Regions from separate parts of the Mus musculus genome. Here all the other regions are linked to region 1. Evidence: chromatin contacts called from public Hi-C data. All regions are on one chromosome and are shown on one strand. The core of a region is the stretch at or near the end of the contact, and the rest is flanking DNA. Distances in the headings are between cores, read along the strand shown. Region 1 overlaps Kcnh5 (potassium voltage-gated channel, subfamily H (eag-related), member 5). Region 2 overlaps Rhoj (ras homolog family member J). Region 3 has its middle 200 kb from the start of Gm34552. Region 4 overlaps Rhoj (ras homolog family member J).

Region 1 (3,231 bases), core at 619-3,118:
AAAAGCACCCTGCCGTGTAGCTGATGTATTGAAGGGTTCACAGGCTGTGGAGATGGGGTTTGAGGTTCCAGGCAGGGACAGCAGCAGCAGATGTACTTGCTTAGTGGGATGAAGCTTGTACACAATGGATAGGCCTTCATTTTTTCATTTTTTTCCCTTCCAGTTCCCAGCCTATTAGACAGGGCTAAGCACATTCATGGAAGACTTTTCAAACTTGAGCCACATGACAATCATCTTTGGAAATGCTCTCACAGACATACCGAACTCTACTAAATTCCAAACTCTACTAAGTGCTTAGGCATGCATCCCTTAATCCAAGCAAGATGATAGCCAAGATTAGTTTGCATGCTGGGTGCCTGGCAGAGCATGCTTGTAATTCTAGCAATTAAGAGGCCAAGAAAGGAAAACTATGGAGAGATGGCTCAGAGGTTAATTGCCTCACTTAAGATCTTTCCGCTTTCTCTTTTTCTTAGATAGCTTTCATAAGATACATTTTATAACTTAGTAATAAATGCTATAATCACTTTAAGAAAAGAAAGGAGAATTGTGAGGTCAGGGCTAGTCAATGCTACACAACCACACCCTATTTCCACCAGGAAGAAAAGAGAGAAAGAACAGGAGGAGGAGGAGGAGGAAGAGATGAAGGAAAAAGTTAACCACAACAGAAGGATTCCCATGAAAAGATAGAGAAATGTCCCCAGAGAATCATCTGGTAAGACTTTGTAAAGCAGTGAGACAGATGGAGCAGTCCTTATGGAATCCCTGTTGCCCATAAATCCAGATGTTTACCACACAGGGTGCTCCTGTTCTTGAATCTAGCTTACTGGAAGTTAGCTAGCAGGTTCATAGGGGAAGCAAAGTACCCACCAGCCCTGCATTTTGTTTTACCCAAAGGATGAAACAGTGGTTTAGCTGTGTGATAGCGATGGTCTAAACTTGGAATTCAGTAGCTGCTTTTCTTCCCGCAATGCATGCTTATCATGGTGACTTTTTTTTTTTTTTTTTTGCTTCTGTGGGTTGTATTTTGGCAGTCCTGTGAGTGTTAACATGCTAGAATTGGCTACTTTACCGTCCCTGAACTACTTGCTTGGCATACATAGCTTGTGTACTGTATGGATTACAGAAACACATGTCAGCCTCTTTGGGGAAATGGCATAAGATGGAACAATGGGATTTCCAGCTGCAGTCCTTTCTTTCCCCTTCCCAAGCTCATGGTATGATAGCTAAACAACATGTGACAGGTCCTCTACCCCACAGACCCGATGATTTTTAGCTGATGGGAAAAGATCACTAAAACACTGGAACAAAAGATAATGTATCTTCCATAAAAGTCTAGACTATTGTATTAAATGGTAGCTATGTCTATTTGTCTCATAAAGCTGATAGTGGCAATTTGTTTTCCTGTCTATATTGTGATCTTCCAGCCAAACAATGAACTCCTATTTCCTATTGCCAAAAGACCAGAATAGTACCTTCTGTATCTTGGAATCCATAAGTACATGCATGAAATATGAGTCTGCCATTCTCCTGAGCACAGTCTTTACTTCAAGGATGAGAATAATGACTGGACTCTAAAAGCACAAATGCGCACAACACCCTTGCCAACTCTGGCAAAGAGCAGTATGAAATAGAAAGATGAAAATGACCATTACTAATTGGTGTTAAATCACAATTAGAGTTAACTTCCAGCTGCTCCTTCTAATCGACTGTGCCTGCAGATTCTGCACAATTCTGCTGGCCTGGTGCTTTGGGGAGGGTGAAAGCAGCTTCGTCATTAGTGAATTAGGATCTCCGGTACCCAGCTGGGATTGCGAAGCAGTGCTTGCCTCTGGAGATTTGGCATGGGAGGCTCTTGGAAGAGAGAACAGTTTTTTCCCAGTTGCCTCTCAGTAACCTCAACACAGGAATCTGAGCAGAGTATACTTACAGCTGTCTTTGACTCATTGGTCATCAGGGTTGCACGCTCTCTCTGAGCTCTGCTGCTAGGACACGATCTATGAAAACAGTCACCTTCAGGATAATGAAGCTTATGCCTCCCAGTTTATCCCATTTGTACTTGAAATCAGTCTTGTAAGATGTGAGCCGGGAAAGACCTGCTGGTGCCTCGATTTTCTACCTTCAAGTTAGCTCTCATTTCAACAGAGGCAACTTCAGCAATTCTAGAAGTCTGTCATGTGCATTTGGATGAAGCAGAGACCTAATTATGGAGTCTTTTGAGTCCTTAAGCTGTTTCTATTTAGAGCCTTCTGTCGGTCTGCTTGCAGACAGAATGAAGACTTTCTCACATTTAGTTGCCAGGACAAAGGTTGACAGATCTTTCTCCCTTCAATATGCCTCCAGAGCAGTTATTTAAGGACTAAGTTTCTCAAATTCCAGAGGAAGGGGTGGATTCAGTAATTTACCATATTTTCCATTTCTAAAGTTCCTTCCATTTCTTAATTCCAACCACTGAACACCAATGAGTGGGTCCCTGATAGAATTATGCCTTGTCAGACCATCTTTACTTAAAAGGAAGCAGGTCTTATGAATGAAAACACGAGGTTTGTATGAACCCTAAGGCTGCAATCTGTGTATTCTTCTTCTTCCTTGGAACCTTTAAGGGTTAACTTGCTTTGGAGTACATACACTTTCCCTCATTGGAACATCTGTTTATTTTCCCATGTCATTTCTGGAACAACAACAAAAAAGCCAACTCTCTGTGAGTGTATCATATAATATAAGTAAGCACACAATCTCAAGTTTGAGTCTTTCTTTAGGGGTGCACATTTTAATATATTTTAAGGCATAGTTCATTTTGGATTCTTTTCTCTTTACCTCTTAACCTCCAAACAATATCTATATTCCATCACATGGTTTGTCATTTTAGGAACTTATTTCCTTCGCTTTGTAAACAGACTCCCATTTGGTTCTCTCCTGAGAGGCATCTGAGCAAACGTAGTTCAACACACATGAACTTGAAAGTTTCCAGGCGTGTATTTTATTCAGAGGGAGGTTTTCAAATGTTTGTAGTAAGTTCAAGCAGATTTTCACCCATGAAGGATAATATAAATACTATATTTATTATATTGTATATGCCTATTTATAGATCACTACAGTGTCTAAAACATATATTTTACAAGTGAGGAAACAGAAAGTTTTACTGTGGTTAGAATGGATTTCTAATAGCTGACTACTCTAGGCAAAAATAGCATCCAGGTTCATAGCATGCCCTTTTCCTCCCACCTGGGAGGT
Region 2 (3,216 bases), core at 455-2,954, 400 kb before region 1:
TCAAATCACATCCACTTCGATGCATGTTATCAAAAGTTTGCCCAGATTTGAATTTGATTAATCACTAGATCGTGAAAGAAGCCGTGCATGTGTGGGAGATGCACGCTCAATTCATAACCGCTCAATGCTCAATACTGAAATACTCAGCCAAAGGTCCACCTCACAATTTATTAAAATGATCCTTTATTGGAGACGATGAAGAAACATTTTGTATGGGATCTAACTTATTTCTCCCATAAGAAGTAGGCAAGAAGAAGGCAAAACAGGGAAGTCCTACCAAAAGCCATGGTGGTGAATGCTATCTTGGGCATTCAGAAGAAAAATGAGACAATTTGCTTCTCCGAGCCAGAAAGACAGTTTACACTTTGCTAATACAAATGTATCAGTTTTGTCGCAGACATTTACAATGAAACATTTCATCCCCTAAGCTTATAGTTTCTTGATTTCTTTCTGCATTAAAAAACAAACAAAAGCAGACACTCATCAGAACAGGCTAATTTCTAGAGTTACAAGGAGAAACAGAAGCCAAGGGCAGAGGCTTTAATTCCCAATTTCATGCTTGGAAAACAGGTACATTAGATGGCAGATAGCCTTTATTGGAGAGGCTGCCTCAGATCTGAACCTTCAAGTGCATCATGCAGGGCACTTGTTGGCAGTCCTAGGACCTACCTCACACAGGAGTCTACAAGAGAAAACCTGTTCATGATTTCAGCCTTGCTGAAGTGTACGCAGCCTGGGATCTGGCTGCTCCGCTTTTTTGTTTTTTTTTGTTTTTTTCATAATTTTCACTTCACCCAGGAATGTCTTCTGGAAGCCCCCTGTACAATCCCAGATCTCTGCTTCCCACACCATCGCTGCATTGCCTCTTAGTTTTGTCTCTAAAGTTATAAGAGGGGAGTGGGTTGGAACCCAGTGGACGGTAGAAATGAACAGACGGGCCTATGTCCACAGAAGGCTGACTCTGAAGCCTTCTCATACAAACCTGTGAAATGGCCATGATCCAGTTGTCTGCCAAGTTTTCAAATTAGGAAGTGTTTACCCACCCATCTCTTCTCAGGGTTTACCTTCCAAGGGTGGATTTCACTAGCACATGGGAAAGCTGATTATAGTTACATAAGAAAGCCAGGGAGGGTCTCTTTGCTCCATATACTACCGTAGCAAAGTGTAACTTGGAACGTAGTGGCCACTGGAAAGCAAGGTTCAGGGGCGATGAGGAGGGAGGTGGGGTTTATAACAGTCCACAGACACATTTTGCCTATAGATTCTAAGTGCCATATGTGAATGCTTTTGTCTAGTTCCCCCACTTTCACAGTAAAAGAGAAAGGAACCCTGGGCCTTTCAGGTTTTTCCAAGAATATACTAATAGTTAAGAGGCAGAACTTCGAGGCGAACAGGTCAGGTCAGTTTGCAAAGCCTTACTACTCTATGCTTTTTACAGAGCTTCTGAAGAGCCTCTGGACAGTTACAGGCTCTCAGCTCTGCTGCTTCTTGTTAATCCTAATTTCCCCAGACACCTGGAACTTAAAATTTTAATATTTCGTTGTTGCACGTTTGCGCCTCTCACTCACGCATGAAAGTAGAGAGAAGTGAAACTGTCCGAGACTAAAAGAAAAATATTTGGAAGAGCAAGGGGAAAGGGTGTGTGGTGAGGAGGGAGGCTATGTGGGGGAAAGAGGGAAAGTCGTCCAGCAGGTGATGGGAAACAGCAGGCTCTGCCCTTCCCTGGAGCCTGGCCCAGCTCCTCAGCTCTGCCAGGAAAGAGCTCTGGGTGGGGAAGGGAAGCCCGAGCCTCTTAAACTTGGCTCTTTGAAATATTGTGGACCCTTGTGCGAGGGAGCGTCTTTGCTTTATGAGAGGATAATAAATCATCTAAGAATAACATAGTTACACGGGGAACGGACAATGAGCTGGGATTAGAATTCAAGTCTGTTTGAACTTAAAGCTTGGGCTCTAAGCCCTCCCTTCTTTTGATCTCTCTCATTACTGTAACTTCTATGAGGTCTGTCCCAAGGGCAGTTATGAATTTTCTAAACCTTTCCACTTGTGTTTATCCGTAGAAAGATGAGAGTTCTGAATTCATATGCTGGTCTACATTTAGGTTAGATCTGTACAGGCAAACAAAACCTTGTTTTCTCAAACGATTGATGGAGACCATTGTCATTTCTGAGACTCTTTTTAATGAAGGAAGTCTGTTTTGATGACTTGAGGTTTTTTATTTTTATTTTATTTTTATTTTTTTCCTGTTAGGGAGCCTGAATTGAGATGATTCAAAAGCGAGGCAGAGGCACATTAAAACAAAAGTGCCGAGCCGGTTGAAGAGGACACACACATGGCTCTTCAGAGAAAGATGGAAATGCTTCGGGCTTAGTGTTTCCAAGACGTCACTGGCTGGAAGGCGGGCCTTTGGTACTCAGCTTCTCTCACAGTCACACAGAGGTCATATACAGGACACTGTGTTAAAGATCACACTTCTGTGACTCAAAATTCAGAATTTTTTCAGTATATATGATGCTGCTTTCAGAGTGTGCAAACATGTATGTATGCACAAATAACCGTATGTTCATGGACCTAATTGGAGTTGAGTAAAATGAATTTGTAGCTCTAAACCTTTATTTGCTGAAAGCTACTTTTAAATAGTCCCATTACCTTGGATAGGTTATATGATGTGTTTTGTGTCAGTTTTCTTATTTTTTAAAAATGGAATTTGTGTGCATGTATATCTCTGTGTGAATGAGTATATGTGACTGTGTATGTGTGTGTGTGTGTATGTGTGTGCATGTGTGTGTTGAGGCCAGAGGCACTTTCTTCTATAACTCTCTAGCTTCTTGTTTGAGACAGTATCTCTCAGTGAATCTGGAGCTCACAATTTGGCTAGATTGGCAGGCTAATGACCCCCAGAGATCCTCCTGTTTCCACCTCCCCAGTGCTGGAATTACTGATCTGTACTGCGGGATCACCTTCTTCTTGTTCGTGTTCTCCTCCTCCTCCCCCCCCTCCCGCCTCCCTCTTCTCCCCCTCCTTCCTTTCCTCCTCCTCTTCTATGTGGGTTTTAGAAATGAACTCAGGCTCTCATGCTTTTGAGGTGAGCATTTCACCGACCAAGCCATCTGTCTATCTTGAAAATAGAATCTCAACCTGTTTCTGATTTTGTGTAAGTATTAATGCTAGTGTTCATGAACATCTCCAATGTAACACTTGAAATTTCATAAATGTTCA
Region 3 (3,294 bases), core at 686-3,185, 430 kb after region 1:
TTCATTTTGAAACATTTTTAGATGAAAAGGAAAACTGAGGTGATCATGGAGTGCCCCGGCCCTATCCGTTCTTATTAATATCTAATGGAAGTGTGGTGCACTGCTCATCATTGGCTAATGGCATTGGTACATTACCAGTTAGCCCATACTTAATTCAGACATGCTTAGATTTTATTCCGTTTCTTTTTCTGCCTCCATACCCTTTCTTGAATACTACTTCCCTTGTCATGTCCCCTTGGGCTCCTCTCGCCTCTAGGCCATGGCAGTTTCTCATACAGGCTGGGTAATAACTGCTCTGCAGCATGAAAGGTTTTTCCGTATTCCATTTATCTGAATTTTTTTTCATAATAAGACTGGTGTTATGAGCTTTGGGAAGGAGCCCAATGGTGCAGTTCTATTCACATTACATCATACCAGGCGGGCGCATGTAATACTAGCCATGACACTTCGCTGTTGCTGTTAAGATTGTGTTGCTAATGTGGTTAGTACTTCTCAAGTTTCTGCCCTGCAGTGCTACTCATTTTCCCATTTCCCTTGCATTCTTTGGAAACTGTAACCTAGGACCAGACTTCATTTAATGAATAGAGAGTTGCGCTACACTTCTCTATAAGTAAAGTATGTACAGAAACTTTAATTCCTCTGTAAGGCCACAGAGCTTTGTCTATTTTTTTCCTCCATCTGTATTGTTTATCAATCGTTTCATAGATATTTATTCATGTATTATACTCCACTGCTCCTTTATGATATTAGTTATTTTTCCCCAGCTTTTACTACCTATGGCTTTCTAGGGAGTCTCAATGTCTCCTTTACGCACCCCATCACTGTGGGAGACAGGGGTGGGGGAGTGAAGAGAGGAGCATTTGCTGAGCACTCTGGCAGGAGCAACTCTCAGATCAGGACCATAAAAGTTCTCATCTCGGACTGACTCTTTCCATGTTGAGCATAGACATGAAAACCAAAGGCACTGCAGAAGAGCGGTATTAAGGGTCAAACACTAGACATCTCTCACCTCCGATGAAGGCAGTGAAAGCCCAACTGCAGCAGCTCTGGTTTCATTCACCACATCCTACTATTTTAATTCATATCCCACAGGAATATGTGATGGAAGCATATCATGGGCTATTGCCAACCTGAGAGTGGCTGAAAACTTACTGTGAATGAAGAATCTCTTCCCCCTACTTCTGACATTTGAAAAAATATCTCCATTTATATGGATGAGAATAAAACTACATCAGGCCACATTTAAGCATGCAGATGGAAAATTTTTCTATTTGAAATAAAATACCATCCCAGCCCATGCCCAGTAGTAAATGGCCAACACAAAATGAATGCATTGGTATTTTTATAGACTTTTGTGACATATTGCTTTGTTTATGTATTTGATTTTTTGTCTTATGGGTCTTTTGCTTGTATATTTTGGTTGTTTGTTTTGGATTTTTATGATTTTGGATTCTATATATAGGTACATATGCAGGTGTGAATGTATGCCTCTTTCTCTCTGTCTCTGTCTCTATCTCTTTCTCTGTCTCTGTCTCTCTCTCTTTCTCTCTCTGTCTCTCTCTGTCTCTGTGTGTGAGTGTGTGTGTGTGTGTGTGTGTGTGTGTGTGTGTTTGTGTGTATTGGTTTCTTCCTTGTTTGTTTAAGAGTATGAGAAACAGTGTATAATTGGATGAGAGGGGAGGTGGTGAGGATCTGGGAGGAATTGGGGGAGGGAAAACCATGATTGGCATATTCCATATAAAAATCTTTTTCAATACAAAATAAAAAAATTAAAAATCAAAAAAAAATTTTTCAAAACCATCACCCCACACCCAGCTAGAATATCTTTATCCTGGCAGAGTCGCAGGCCAGTCAGTAGCAGGCTGGGGATGGCCCTGCCTTGGGCTATGCTGCTTCAGCTCTCAGTCACAGGCAGCTGCTCCTTTTGGAAGCAAATGGATCTGTCAGCCCCACCAGCTCCCACACAGCACTCGCTCAACTCATTAACTGGATGTTTCAGAGCAGACAACAGCTGAGAATCCCTGCCCAAAAAGATCCATGTCATCTTTATCATCAGCAGTAACAGTACCAGTGACTGCCAAATATATTCAGGACACAAATGAGAACATAGGACTGGACTCAGGACCTGCCGGGTGGAATCAGCATCAGAACGCAGACACTAACACAGAAACAAGAGGCCCAATGGGAATCTTTTCTTCAGAGAAAAGGAAAGCTGGGGGAGGGGAGAAGGTTCTTGTGGTTCAAATCCAATGGTGTTGCTCCTGCTTCTGAAGTGATTGCTATGTTTCCTTTAAATGGGTGCAGTCAGGATGAAGCCAATAAGCTCTACCAAAAACGTGCACCTAGCTGTTTGCCAAATTCTCACTTATCTGCCCTGCTTTGAGTTCAATAATGAGAAGATACCCTCTATGCAAAGGCATGGCAGAGAGGCGAAGATAATATTTTGTGCATATTTTCACCTGATGACGTGTGATGGGTCAGACTCACTCTAAATCCTACTACAGACCACTCTATGTCTTTGCATGTTCTGTCTTCAGTTCTCAATTCTTCCAGCTTTGGAAACTTTCAGAACATTATTGGCAGAAAATCTCTCCCATGTTCTAGACCTTTCAAGTAAATACACAATATAAAACTCTTCCCTCTAGAAGCCTCTACACACGACATTATTAACCTTTGGAGGAGGCACGGTATGCAGGTGTGACTGTGAGCATCTGCTTTTCCAAGCTTTGTGTAAGCCTGGCTTCCTCCACAGAAGGCCAAGAGCCCTGTCAATCTTGGCACTATCCCAATCTAGTTTTTAATCATAGTAGGTTTTTCTTTAATAATGCCATTAATCCCCGTTAACATGCATGTTCAAGGATATACAGGACAAGAAAATATTCTGGTTTTAGAAATACAATGATATCTGGGCCTTAGAAGGAAGGAAGTTCTTATAGACATCCCATTTAGGGCTACAGTATTTTATTCTCCACATCTTAACCAATTGTGTACTACCACCTACTGCAGAATAAAGATTAGCTGATGAGAGTTAAGAGATACATCAATCTATTGAGCATAAATATAAATCATTAAGAGTTGATTTAATACTATGTCAGTTTAGCAGAACAGTAGTAGTAAGCTTTCACATGGGCCTTATGATATATTAAAAAATAAATTGGGCCTTTATAATGGTGCCAAGTGTAGAATGGGTTTTTGTCTTCTGGAATGGGTTTTTAAATCCAATCTGAAAGTGACTGGTTACCTTCATGACATTTGTGCCACCATTGTACCAGTGGTCATGCTTAGACAGGATTG
Region 4 (3,398 bases), core at 376-2,875, 450 kb before region 1:
ACAATTTTGAGAAACAAATCAAGTCCTGTTACAGAGATCTCATTGGTCCATTATGGGGCTCGGGGAGCGAGTTGCCTCTTGGCTGCATACATATGACCATTCCTCCTTGGTGGAGCCAACGTCTGCTCTCAGTTTTTCCTCTAGAACAGTAAGAAGCGAGGATCAGCCCCCTAGCATGATGTACCCATGCCGTACTGTAGAAAACTGGCTCATAGCACTGTTGTCACATTTGTCCTATTGTCACAGGACCAGGTACCCATCACTGTGTGTGAAGAGTGGATGGTAGGCCACAGTGTTATGGCTCATGTGTATTTGATTTCCTTGTATGAAGACAGACAGTCCATTCTTGTTTTTCTAAATGTCAAGATTTAGCTTTCAGAACTCCAGTTTTTTTTTTTATGAGTGTGTGTGTGTGTGTGTGTGTGTATGTGTACAGGCGCGTGCACATGTGTGCATGTATGTATATTGTGATTCAGAAAATTTTCAGCCATTATATGGGAGAGAAGAAAAACAGTACTAACATGTAGAAGAAGCAAAAATATATTTCAGAAATTCTAAACAACAGACAAACAACCAAAGCCCCCAAAGACTGAAGGGGTGTCATGAAGGACTTAAGACGACCCATACCATACAATTTTCTTCTGTGGTTCTTCTAAGAGCAGAAAAGACTAGAAAGATTGAGATTTTTTTCCCCCAAAGAGGGAGCTTCAATCTAGAAAAAGTGAAATAATTTCTTCTTGCTAAGATATGATTTACTGATGTTATAAAGTTAAAAAAAAAAAAGATAAATCAGCTTCCCTGGGTAATTCCAGGGCATTTGTAAGCAAAGAAGGCTAACCCGGGCCCATCACAGCCTCTAATTAAGACACGGAGAGTCCCTGGCTGTTTGCAATGGTCCTGTCAGGTGCAGGATTCCTCTCTGGGAGCGGTTCCTGCTCAGGGCCATTTTTTTTTTTTTTTTGGTTTGAATAACAGTAGGGTTTTGCAAGAGCAGTCCCCCTATCTTCTGAACCATTTGTGGGATGATCTTTGGCCAAACTTGGGAGCTGTAACTCACAGGATGTTTTCTTTTAAAAAGTTTAAAAACATTATAGGTCTGTAAGTTTAGAAAAGTTTTTTTTTGTAATTAGGCATTCAGAGGTACATGATGGCTCTAAGAACATTGGCAGAGATCCACCGTCAGTTGGTGTGAACACAATCCAGCTTGTCTTTCAATTATTTTGATGTGGATTTGTAAGGCTCAAGTGATTGGACATTGGGAAACTGCAATAGAAATGAGCGTTAAGGTGCTTGGGTAAAAGAACGAACTGATTCAGAAAAAAAAAATGTTGGTGTTGTATTCCCAAGTTTGGTGAAGACATGAACTAAGGCCACCAGTGCAGGACAGAGTGCTTGGTTTTCCCGTCATGACTCTCTGTTGGTCCATAACCGTGGGAGAGAAGATATGAAATACCAGATGGATTGTCACTCGGCTTCCAACACCTCACCAGCATATGGTCTGAATGTGACTCTGCATTCTCCATACACAGTGTTCATGGTCTGGCTGGCTTAGGACTGTGGCAGTGGCTTACAGGATGCTGAGCTGGGAAGCTGGCAGGGCACTGGGACAGGCGTTGGGATGCAGGAATTCCTTTCTGGTCACGCCCTCCTTTTTGGCTAGAGTTGGGTCACAGAGACTGGCTGCCCTCCATGCCCTTGCATGGCGGGGAGATGGGTGTCAGGCAACTTCAGATAATTGCACAGCAGCCGTGACACCCTAAGCAGCCTTTCTTTTTTTTCTTGGGGTGGAAAATGGTGAGGATGGCTTCATCAAAAACTGCTTTGAGACCCTTCTGGGTCAGGGCAGAACATTCCAAGTAGCACTGCGCTCCAATCTTAAATGCAAAGAGAGAGAGAGAAAGTCGTGAGTGCCAACCCTCTGACTTGCCAGGTTCCCATGTCTGCTTGTTCTACAGACAGCCTGTTTCCAGTGTCCTTTCATTTCTCTATGGGATGTGGTAGATCAATATTCAAGTGAAGAGGCGCTTCTGTGTGGGATAAAGCAGTGTCACTGCACCTAAAGAGCAGCTAAGAAGCAGCCATCATAAATTTTTCTTGATTGGCATGTATCTCTTGGCAACACGATACCATTTGTTATAGTGTTCAATATCAACTAACCTTGAAAAACAAATTTTAAATTAAAACAATAAAACATGAAGAAATAAAACTCATAGAAGACATTCATTGATAGAGACACCTTCCTTCTCTGTATATTTTTTTTATGCTTAAGTCATATGTATTTTGAACATAGGTTAGTGTTCTATTTGAATTATAACAATTGCTAATTGTTAAAATAAATTATCATTGCTATTGATGATGATGAAAAGCATATGTGTGTGGATATTTTGCCTGCATGGTATATCTGCATACCATGTGCATTCAGTGCCATTAGAGGCCAGAAGAGGACACCAGATCCTCTGGAGCTGGAGTTACTGACAGTTGTATGTTATGTGGGTCCTGGAATCGAACCTAGATTCTTTGGGAGAACAACCAGGGCTTCTAACTGCTGAGCCATCACTCCAACTCTTTGAAAATGAAAAAAAAAAGTGATTTCATACAATGGGTTACATGAGAATTAGAAAATCCCATGGGGAATGTAGAAATCCAGGGCAGAAACTGTTGATTCTCCTTAAGAAAATCACTGGCCAGGGAAGTTTGTGCTTGGCTGTCAGCTCTGGTAAAGAAGGAGACCTGAGTGTTAACTTGTCTCACAAGCTCACATGAGGCAACTGTGTCCTGAGGGCCTCTGAATATGAAGAACATCTAGAGAAACACCCAATCCCCCTTTCCACTTTCCATTTTGCAGCTAACTTTGAGAAAAGCAGATCAAATGCAGAAGAAAGAGGTTGGCTGGATATTGGTCCTGGGAACCCTGGCAGATGACTAGCTGGAGAAACAGGGAGGCAGGAGCGAGAGGGTATTACAGATGGGAGTTTGTGGGTGGCACACAGGGATTCCAGGGGACCAGGAGAAAGCAGCTGTGACTGGTGTCCCCACTAGAATGGATGATCTCCTCCAAAAATTCATGCTGGGCTCATTTTCCTACTTTTCTATACAGTCAGAGATTTAGAGTTTTATTAAATGCATACAATTGAAAGAAGCATTCTGTGGGACAGTCAGGATACAGATGTTGGACGCTTTTGTCTGTCACCAGGAAGCTTGTATAATGTGGAATGAAGAAAAACGTGTGGATTAGCTTAGACAAGAAAGGACGAAGCCCAGGCGAGGGAAAATGATCATTCAACCAGAAGGAGAGAGAATTACTTTTAAATCTTTGTCTCTTGAGATGTGTGTGTGTGTGTGAATGTATGTATGTGTGTGAGAGTGTGTGTGTATGAGTGTGTGAGACACTTGTGTTT

The links. A called contact is a pair of places that touch in the nucleus more often than the background predicts.
Region 2: a Hi-C map of muscle stem cells shows a contact between it and region 1, with 3 times the contacts expected there. The contact joins two enhancer-like sites.
Region 3: a Hi-C map of myocytes shows a contact between it and region 1, with 4 times the contacts expected there. The contact joins two enhancer-like sites.
Region 4: a contact with region 1 is called in a Hi-C map of muscle stem cells, with 2.7 times the contacts expected there. The contact joins two enhancer-like sites. A contact is called at or near these places in 3 of 39 promoter capture datasets (the C10 cell line, embryonic stem cells and hippocampal neurons), 2 of 484 Hi-C or Micro-C datasets (muscle stem cells and myocytes), 1 of 115 datasets of contacts at active chromatin or transcription factors (astrocytes) and 1 of 9 other capture datasets (embryonic stem cells).

What each region holds. Positions count from the first base shown.
Region 1 is chr12:74,949,903-74,953,133 of GRCm38.p6, reverse strand. The region is part of intron 10 of Kcnh5 (potassium voltage-gated channel, subfamily H (eag-related), member 5); the gene reads left to right. Among named protein-coding and RNA genes, the nearest start is that of Gm39473, 130 kb to the right of the region's middle. Within about 2 kb of position 1,868, at least 25 of the 459 cell types and tissues checked have an H3K27ac peak or open chromatin away from gene starts, as enhancers often do. A contact at or near this core is called in muscle stem cells and myocytes, where this site is marked.
Region 2 is chr12:75,351,214-75,354,429 of GRCm38.p6, reverse strand. All of the region lies in intron 1 of Rhoj (ras homolog family member J), which reads right to left. Among named protein-coding and RNA genes, the nearest start is that of Rhoj, 45 kb to the right of the region's middle. Within about 2 kb of position 1,704, at least 37 of the 459 cell types and tissues checked have an H3K27ac peak or open chromatin away from gene starts, as enhancers often do. A contact at or near this core is called in muscle stem cells, where this site is marked.
Region 3 is chr12:74,515,377-74,518,670 of GRCm38.p6, reverse strand. No RefSeq gene overlaps it. Among named protein-coding and RNA genes, the nearest start is that of Gm34552, 200 kb to the right of the region's middle. Within about 2 kb of position 1,935, at least 19 of the 459 cell types and tissues checked have an H3K27ac peak or open chromatin away from gene starts, as enhancers often do. A contact at or near this core is called in myocytes, where this site is marked.
Region 4 is chr12:75,398,583-75,401,980 of GRCm38.p6, reverse strand. Rhoj (ras homolog family member J) reads right to left here. Exons shown (of 5, transcript NM_023275.2): 5 at 526-1,874. The coding sequence ends at 1,728. Among named protein-coding and RNA genes, the nearest start is that of Gm34613, 16 kb to the left of the region's middle. Within about 2 kb of position 1,625, at least 1 of the 459 cell types and tissues checked has an H3K27ac peak or open chromatin away from gene starts, as enhancers often do. A contact at or near this core is called in muscle stem cells, where this site is marked.